Linked DNA regions of Thunnus thynnus: region 1 is linked to region 2. A link is a contact called in public Hi-C data. All regions are on one chromosome and are shown on one strand. The core of a region is the stretch at or near the end of the contact, and the rest is flanking DNA. Distances in the headings are between cores, read along the strand shown. Region 1 holds the start of tbck (TBC1 domain containing kinase). Region 2 holds the start of gstcd (glutathione S-transferase, C-terminal domain containing).

Region 1 (4,841 bases), core at 777-3,276, 210 kb after region 2:
CTCACATAGCTCAGGCCCACCAGTTGAAAAGTTCCAGAGGAGCACTAATGGATATTTCTTTGCGATAAATGAGGAGAAGAATACATACCCAATGGGAAAATCTACATCTGCCCCATGATCAGTCATGTGATAAAGGCCAAACTTTGCCAGCTTGACATTCCCCTTCAAAGAAAAAATCCATCTTAGATGTTGGACTGCATTTAGGCAATCATTTCATTTTCTAAGTAAGTAAATAACAGACATATATAAAACAGCTAAATTTGATGGGCACAGTACCTTGCAGTCCATGAGCACGTTGTGTGCGGTGAGGGCTCTGTGCACCATACCATGTTTGTTCATAAACTCCAGACCTTCAAGGACCTCATAGGCTATCTGCAGTACCTTCTCTGGGCTAACACAAACACAAACATGGCACTGTTTCAATTCCATTTAAGGGTCAAGTCAGAGAAAAAATATGTGGGTAAATTCAACCTCATCTGCAACACATTTAAGCTTAAGGTTACTATAAAAGATTGTCTTGGAAAGTGCAACAGAATATTGTTATTATGCAAAACTACCCGCAGCCAGTAGATGGCAAGGTTAATGCATATTGCAGAATTTCACTTCCCATCAAATACGGAAACATCTCTCAGTAGTACACAGTCTCATGGTGACTGCTAACCAGGAAAAACAATGTCAGCCCCAGTGTGAAAGGAGCAAAAGCAGTGGGTTCACATATAATTACTTCTGAATAGTTAATAATGATTTTTAATGACAATCTCACCTGACTGTTTTTCCCTGTTTTTGGAAATCACTTAAACTGCTCTCAAAGTGCTCAGCAACAACAATCAGCCGTTCTATGGGGCAAGAAGAAGAAGGGACCAAACAATAAGATATTGTATGCAATTGGATTAGAAAACACTTGAATTTGAAATGTTTTTATTATGAGTGAGCATGTATAATAATCATTAATTTGTATCCTACAATCTTGAGTCATCAAATTAAGGGCCAGATATGTTTTGCTCAAAGACAGAATAATGTGATGAAATGTGACTGGGAGGACCATAATAGGAAGCATAATGTGATGTCAATCCCATACTATAAGGCAAGACAGAAAGCCATACCATGCTTTCCTCTGGAGATGTCCACATACTGGCAGAGTCTGGGGTGAGTGACGGTCTTGAGGATCTGGAAGCGTCCCAGGATTTTGATGGAGTTGGGGGTGAGAGGTAGGCCATTGCTCCCACAGACGTCATGCGGGAGGGCTGAGGCAAAGAAGGTGAAGGCCCCCAGCTGAGCATCCTTGAGGGGCCTCATAATGTCTCTGACTTTAAGCACTGATAATGGGGAAGAGAATCTTCAGCATACAGTATATACATATATATGAGACATTCTGATTCCCAGCATGTGAGCAACTTACGCATTAATCAGGAGTTTAAAAACTGAACTAATGAATGAAGTGTTGATTGCTTAGCTACAGTTAAAGCTAGTAAATGTATTAATGCGGATGGCTGAGGCAAATTGTCATTACAGCAAGTGACAGGATAGCACTGTCATTTTACAACATATTTACACCATATAACGTTAGTTATTGTTAGGGTATAATGTTACAGCAAAGTCGGACACGACAGATAGTGATGCTTCAGTTAAACCCAGCAAGCTAACCTCAGAATGTAAGTTGTGAAAATAACTGCCTTACTGTCCAGGTAGGAAACGAGGGATTAAATAACATGCATTACTTCCGAAAAATGCGTCTACTCACAGTTAAATGAAAGTCTGTCTGGTCATCTTAAAGGCATGAACTGGACGTTGTTATTGCAATATTTTCAAAATGAATCTTATTTCTGCCTTTGCGATGTGAGTGAACGTGACCAACGACGTTATGTTTGTGCGACAAAGTAGTGCACAGAAGACACTTTCTAAGAACAAAATCAAGGTTGTGGAACTTAAATCAATCACCTAGTTAGTTCAAATTCTCAATAAAGTTGTTCTTGATTTAATTTCCAATATTTTGAACGACTTAGTTTTTCTTTTTAATGATTACAAACAGGCAATTGCCGTTGACTCCTTGCATTTCAGCGACGGTAACTGATCTGTAGAACATACGTCAACGCAAGCGTAGAGCTCTGTGTCGTATCCGGATGGTGCAGAGATCTACCCGCTGGGGGCCTAATTCAGCCTGTGTGCGGCTAGCTGCTAAATAAGCTAACGTTATCAAGGCTTGCAGCTGTCAAGCCCCCAGCTCTTGCTGCAACGTGTTGGGGTTAGTGAACAGAGTCCATGTAAGTCTTTAAAAACCTGTGTTATATCTCACTGTTTTACATTATAGCTTATGTTGTATTTGAATCTCAACGTGCCAGTAACGTCCAACTGACCGTCTAGCTACGTGTCAGTTAGCCTGAAGTCAAGAGCAGTGTAACGTTAGTCGAAGTTACTACTTCAATTCTATACTGTAGCTTACTGATTTAACTGGAGCAACGTAAATGCAAAGTGTACATATTTTCCACTGAAGTCAGTAATTCAAATGTATTGATTAGTACTACCTCACTAAAAAAAAATATTATGTTTATTTGATTAGTTATTGTAATTTGCGATTCGATCTTCGGTTTTATTGTCTGACGTTAGCTAGAGCTAATTTGTCATTCTAAATTATTATTATTGTTATTATTATTATTATTATTATTATTATTATTATTATTATTATTATTATTATTATATTAATCTGTAGCAAAGATGTCCATGCATGTCCTAAAATAGTAATCCAAACGCCCAAAGCTATTCGATTCAGAGTAAATCTTGACATTTGAGAACCAAATAATTTACAAAGCATCATATATGAATCGGATAATTACACTTACCCTCAAAATGCTATAACCTGCACGTTTGATAATGTTATATGATGACAACTAAATATCAAAATAAATATCAGGACATTTGCTGTCCGTGACTGATCAATTAATCAACCAATCCTTTCAGCTCTCTTGCAAACTGAATACTTTTGGATGTTGGCAGCTCATTTGACAAAATATACAATATGATGAGGTGCTTGATAGACATTATGTTTTGACATTTTATCATCTTAACAATTAAACAGATTTGGGAGGAAAAATACTCAAAAATGAAGACAATTGATGAATGCAACCCCACTCATGGACGAGAGTCTTAGTATTTCTGCACTGTCAAGCCTTCAAGTGTTTTCTATTTAGATGTGAATAATTTGTGTTTAGGGGTTATACTGTCGTCAGTTCTGAACATGAGGTCATCTATATTCTCAGCATTGCACCATATTTTAACTGATTTAATCAATAAGCCTTTGAGTATAGGTAAAAAAAAAAAAGTAATAAATCAAACTTCTCAACACATTGTCAAACACTAAGAAGTGTTTCTTAATCATCATTCTACTTTATCCCATTAAAGGACCAGTATGTAAGATTTAGTGATATCTATCGGAACAGACTTGCCAGAAATGGAATATAATATTCATAAGTATGTTTTAATTTGTGTATAATCACCTGAGAATAAGAATCGCCCTTCTCCATAGGGAGTCAGTCCCCTTCCATGGAGGCCACCATGTTGCATCACCATGTTTCTACAATAGCACAGAACAGACAAACCAAACAGTGGCTCTAAAAAGGGCCTTTTGCATTTTTCACGAGTTTTGCAGCCACCACAGGTTCTCCTACATGCTTGGGAGGGGAATTTAGTTGTTTGCAATCTGTAACCTCACCACCCGATGCCATTAAATCTTACACACAGCACCTTTTAAGGGCTAATATGTGTAAGTCAAAAACACATGACTGTATAAACTGCTGAAGGCTATGTATCTCTAATTAAAAGGTGTAGGTCCTTCTGATACCTTGAGGTGGTGCTGGCATGCTGCACTCTTGTTTCCTTCATAATGGTCTGGTTGTCAGACAGATAGGGAAGTATTCTCCTGCTGCAGTATATTTTTACTGTGGGAATGAAGCATGAAAAGAGAAAACACTTGTATTCTAGTAAGTCTGCTCACACACCACCATACCAGAGAAAGCTGATGGTTAAATGTAACTGATTTACTGATTTGATTCAAACCACCTGTGTAGCCTGTGCATTGCTATGCAGGATCATCTTTGATTTTTTTTTTTATTTGAAAATGTATAGACATGAAATGTGTGAACTAATGAGAACTGTATGACTAAGCAAACCAGTCATGTCTATTTTTAGGAGAGTGATAAGAGTGGATATAGTCACATGCCTCGACCAGCTGTACCCCATCTATGGGGTGACTGCCAACTTTATATAGTTACACACCAGGAGATGAATAAAAGATATTTTAATTTCCATACAGTGAAGACAGGTAAATAAGGAGGGTTGAAAGACTATGCCCTCTGGAATATAAGTGGTTGTGATTTTTATTTCCCTCCGTGACATCCCACATCACTTTTTTAATACCTTTGGCTATTCTATTTAAAATCCAAAGCTGAAATGACCTCTTCATGTCTTTATGTTGGGGACAATACCTCAGCCCAAAGACCCATTTTCAAAGGTTATCCAAATAAGATCAGCCATTTTGTGGCTCTTGTTATTACTCGACCACTGGTCCTGTTAAATCAATTCAGTTTCTCAAAAAACAATGCTTTGATCCTTGATTTTATCAACTCCAGCTCTTTTGTGTTTCTAATTTCCTCATCCCCCAACATTTTGTTTTCATCTTAGGCCAGCTGTTGTTTTCCAGCACCTCCCTGTAATATGTGAAAGAAGTTTTCTTCTCCATGCCTCAGCCTTGTAAAAATCCTTCTTTTCCTCTTTCTTCAAAAAGTAATTTGCAGAGCTCAATGTGATAAAGGGACATCACCCCAAAGTCAAACTGGTGTCCAACTGTA
Region 2 (4,725 bases), core at 1,220-3,719:
GGAGAGGAACGATTCTCCTGTTTCTCCAAACGTGGCTTTTTCGGAGGGTCTACCTCACCCATTTCAACCCTGACCTGTTTGTCATTAAGACAGCAAGAGGTTAGTTTGTACAACGCATGCTGGCATCAGTGCCATAAGCAACAGCATTGTCAGATTTTAGCCATCTTGTACTGTCCTACATGAGTTATGCATGTGTTCTTCCTGCACTTTAAGCAAAACTCTTAACTCTAATTACCCCATCTTGCTGATCAATTGTGACCTGAACTGTATGAATCGGCTTAGTCTTTCTTGTGTAGCGCTGAAATATAGCACTGTAGGACTAAAAGAAACTTGAAAAGAAAAACACAAACATATAGCATTTGTTTTTCAACTTTCTACACTGGAATTCTAAAACTAGAAATGTATATATTTAGTTTCACATGTGATTGTGACTTAACAACTTTCACAATTTATGCTACACTATTTTACAGAGCAACACATCTCACAGGCAGGTTAACAGGCAGCCAAACTGGATTGGCACTTGACAAGCAAAATGCAAAGCAAATGCCAAGGTAAACTCATAACTACAAGAGTTGATTTACAAAGACAACAGTGTGTTAAAAGAGATACTGACTTTCTTTGTGTGGTCCTAAATTCTGCTGGAACATGAGTCTACATTTATTCTTATTTAAAAGATTCAAAACACAACCCTGTACCTTCTCAGAGGATCTCTTCTCTCCCTCCTTCCTGCTCTTCTCCGAGCTGGATTTGCTGCTGACACTGCTGCTGCTGCTGGAAGATGAGGAACTGGAGGAGGACTTGGAGTCTTGTTTACTTAAGCTGAGTTTTGATACAGACACCTTGGACACCTCTATATCCTGAAGATATGCAATGATAATATACAGTATTTGGCAATTAGTTCCATAGATTACAAACCAATGAAATTGAAGAAAATAAGAAACTATATTAACATAAAGACATGATGGAGTCCTTACTTTTTGTGATGAGCGATAAGATGAATCACTTCCTCTTGAAAGGGACTCATCTAGCAGAGCTTTGAGTTTCTCAGCTGAATCTTTACTCTTGGAGTGCAGGTAGCTCAGTCCCTTAAGGAAGATGGGATCCAACTCCAAACTGACAGGTCCAGCCATGACTTAAACTAGGAGTCAAAAAAATTATGTCAGGCTACAGTTACAACTTGCATGGTCAAATACCACTGCTAAGGTCATCCCAAAACAAGATTGGCAAGTGACAGAATTCCTAAATATAAGAAAGTAAGGTAAATTTAGACTAAATAAAAGCTGCATTAGATATAAACATTGCATTGACATTTGACTTGAAAAAGGGAAACTCTTTTCGATTCCAAAGACAAAATGTCTTTTTAAGGACTTGTAATCTCTGCAGTCTGCTACAGTCAATACACTATAACACAATATTAACAAAGCATCGACACATTCAGCTATATTAGACTGGGCTGTTAAAATTAAATTTATGAACCGTTCTCCCTCCACATAAAACATGCAGGGAGATTAAAAATATATTTCTTAGTAACTTAACCGTCTCTTTGTTTTTCTTCAGTGCAATCTACCCCAGTTTGAGCCTCTTATGTATTCAGTGTTTTATGGACAAAGACATTTACACCGATGACCACAACCATTAAAAATAACCGCATAAGAAGCGCTATTACAAACTGAACTGAAATAGAAAGAAGAGAGGAGAAAACAGGCCACAAAAAAACCTCTAAGGGAAAGAACCGTTGCAATAGGTTGACTCAGACTGTTGTTCATAGTGTTGATTTTTCACTTACACCAATGTACCCTATTGTATGTTCACATCAACGTGCCCTGTAATGATCAATGTTTCCGTGCGAATTGTACATTATTCTCATAGGTAAGATGCGCTGAAGTAACCCACGCCTCTGGTTGAGTCTCATATACCATAATGCGTGTCCCCTTTCCGTCTTTCGGGTTTTATATAAAGAGATTCATGCGATAACACTGGATTGATTTGGTTCCTCTGTAACGTTATTATTCCGGACCAGAAACACGGAGCACTGTAGCAGCTCCACAATGGCTAAAGGTACCTTTCCTCCCCAGCTGTCCGTTATAAAACCAAGTTCGCAATTTATTATTCTCTCTTTGGTTACATTACCTCACACTTTCTGGTAAAATCTTGCCCTTTTACGCCGGTATTTTCGTTAACCGACGGTTGTAAACTTCCTACACAGGAGCGAACAGCCGGGGAAGCGTTTCCTCTCGCACTAACAGCTCTCGCAACCGTTAAATATGTCCGGAATCTACCTGCGCGGAACCTCGTATGAAAATGTTTTTTTTATTGAGGTTTATTACATAAATTTACTGCGTATTTAATATTTTAAAATCCAACACGTATAATTGAAACATTCTTTAAATTGATTTAGCATTTTAAAATATGTATTTCCGTTTTGATTTTTTTTGAAGTTTTTAAAATGGACAGCTGATGGCGCTGTGTAGCTATCCTAGCTTTAGTAAAAGGAAAGAAGAAGCTGTGCTGCGTGTGCTAGGAAGCGTGTATCAAAACAACGTGGTTTTATCTTATTGAAATTGACGGTGCATACGTTCATATTTTAAAAAGCTGCTGTGAGTATGTTAATATCATTTTATGCGCCAGAATTAAAACGGTATTTTAGCTATCATGCCTTAGCTGTCATGCTTCAAAATGCACAAAACTGAGCAATTTATTGATGTTGTTTAGTCTGACTTTGAAAACATTGTCAAGCTAATTACGTGCTAACTCCCCCCTCTGTGTTTTCTCCACAGTATTATCCATAATGAAGCACACAGACGTACAGCAGCAGCAGCAAGCCTCCCTCTTTCTAGAAGTTTGTTCCCAAAATGAGGAGCTGCGTCTCCCGTTGCACACCCCTATTGTCCTGTTTCTCCTGTCCTACTCTGAGTGCAAGTCTTTCAAAGTTTTTCTGGTCTTCACCAAACCCGCCAACTCTCAGTCACTGAGGAGTCAGCTACCAGAGTCTTTGCACGTGTGTGACGTCCAGCTGGAGGATCTGCCTCAGTTGGTGAGGGGCTGTCGTCTCCCTGCAGTTTTGGATGAGACTGGGAGGCTCTGCAGGGCAGGACTGGCTGTGGTCCTGAGACACATCATCAACAAGACCACTGAAGCTGACCCTTCCAGAAATGATGTGTTGGCACTGCTGGGCTTCAAGAAGACATGTCTGAAGGCCTGTGCTGAGGTTAGTGGCAAGCAGAGAAACAAATTACCAAAGTACCAAAAAGAAAAAGACTGAATGTGTCACAGCATCAGTCACATAGTGGGGCTTTCTGGCACAACTTCACCTACTTGTGGGATGCGTGGAAAAGGGAAAGCAGCTTTAAAGGGTAGAACTCCAACAACACTTGGCAGTGTTAAAAACCACTATATTTTAAGACCTACCTTTGTGTTTTGGCATGTTGGCAGTTACTCAAAATCACAGTAACACTAATTTAACAGGTCCCATAGTTCCCTATAATGTCCTAAAAAGGAACTGATATGAAACTTTAAATTCACACAAAGCTCCCTGGGAAGGACTGTGTTATTTGGTACTAATTAAACAAAAAAAAAACAAAAAAAACTGGGACAGTATCCAATTAGTACACTTTAGATTAATTAAATACAATTAAGTATTTATGCAAGTATAACCAAGTATTCTTGTGGGTGCACAGCAGGTCAGCTGAACATGCAAAAATGTGAACTTTGTTTACTGGCAAGAATACAACTGAACATTTAATGAAGATCAAAGTTTCGTATAATAAATGAAGAATGAATCGATATTGATTAGGGTTTAAATGGAGCAGTTCTTCCTAGAAAAGTCAGCTGGAAATCAACATCAGCTTATAAACTCTGTACAGCTAATTCAACTCAAATAATTGTGCAAGAACCATAAAATAGAGTTATCAAAATTGCTTGTTCTTCTTCAGCCTTTTGTGGGTGTGTATTATTTTACTCTGTTTTCTTAGCTGATGAAATTTCAATGGTTGGCAAAAATTACTTTTACTATATGTTTCTTTAATGATCACACAACACTAGCGGGGTTGGTGGAATTAGTTTTTCTTTCAGTATGTCAGTTAGGCTCTGATAATAGTGTCAGCAGCATCATACATAGACAAACATCAATATAGTAATGCACAACATCTAATTTCTTTTTCAATTTTGAGTGTTGTATTTGACCTCAGAGATCTCAAAAATCTTTTTAATCCTCTTCCCTCACTCTCAGGTGAGCAAGTGGACCAGACTGTGTGAAATTGGCATCCCGTCTGCTGTAGAAGAACACCTCCGAAATCCCACAAATCAATATCAGCAGCTGCCTCTCTCCATCCTCACCCTAGAGCGACGGCTAGCGGAGCCTGTCAAAGTCCACAATGATGACAAAATACGGAGACAGAAACTGCAAGAGCAGAGACAGAATGAAAAGAATGAGTCCCCTGAAGGTCAAGGGAACACAGACTCTGACACCCAGCCCGGTCAGTCACCTCAGGTCTGTGATGGACTCGAGCTCAGGGCGGCTCTGGCCAAGCTGTCTGTAGATTCAGTTCCAGCTTTGACCACCAGAGAGAACTCTGAGATCAGAAAAGTGAAAACCACAGATCTGCCTCCGCTGGAGCATGTGTTTGCTGAAGGGCTGTACTTCACACTGACTGATGTGGTCCTGCTGCCATGCATCTATCAGTACCTGGTAAGAGCCTTGGAGTTTATGATGTATGCTTGATGATC

Evidence for each region. Hi-C and Micro-C count contacts between places; a contact is called where the count stands out from the background.
Region 1: a Hi-C map of muscle shows a contact between it and region 2, with 4 times the contacts expected there. The contact joins the promoter of tbck here to the promoter of gstcd in region 2. A contact is called at or near these places in 2 of 3 Hi-C or Micro-C datasets (heart and muscle).

The regions. Positions count from the first base shown.
Region 1 is chr3:23,035,023-23,039,863 of fThuThy2.1, forward strand. tbck (TBC1 domain containing kinase) reads right to left here and starts at 2,027. Exons shown (of 26, transcript XM_067584823.1): 1 at 1,742-2,027; 2 at 1,104-1,316; 3 at 764-836; 4 at 277-391; 5 at 89-162. The coding sequence starts at 1,296. aimp1a (aminoacyl tRNA synthetase complex interacting multifunctional protein 1a) reads left to right here and starts at 2,125. Exons shown (of 7, transcript XM_067584829.1): 1 at 2,125-2,261. The coding sequence starts at 2,260.
Region 2 is chr3:22,826,931-22,831,655 of fThuThy2.1, forward strand. It overlaps gstcd (glutathione S-transferase, C-terminal domain containing), which reads left to right and starts at 2,470. Exons shown (of 12, transcript XM_067584816.1): 1 at 2,470-2,597; 2 at 2,778-3,208; 3 at 4,229-4,687. The coding sequence starts at 2,789. ints12 (integrator complex subunit 12) reads right to left here and starts at 2,270. Exons shown (of 7, transcript XM_067584817.1): 1 at 2,131-2,270; 2 at 975-1,138; 3 at 696-857; 4 at 1-74. The coding sequence starts at 1,130.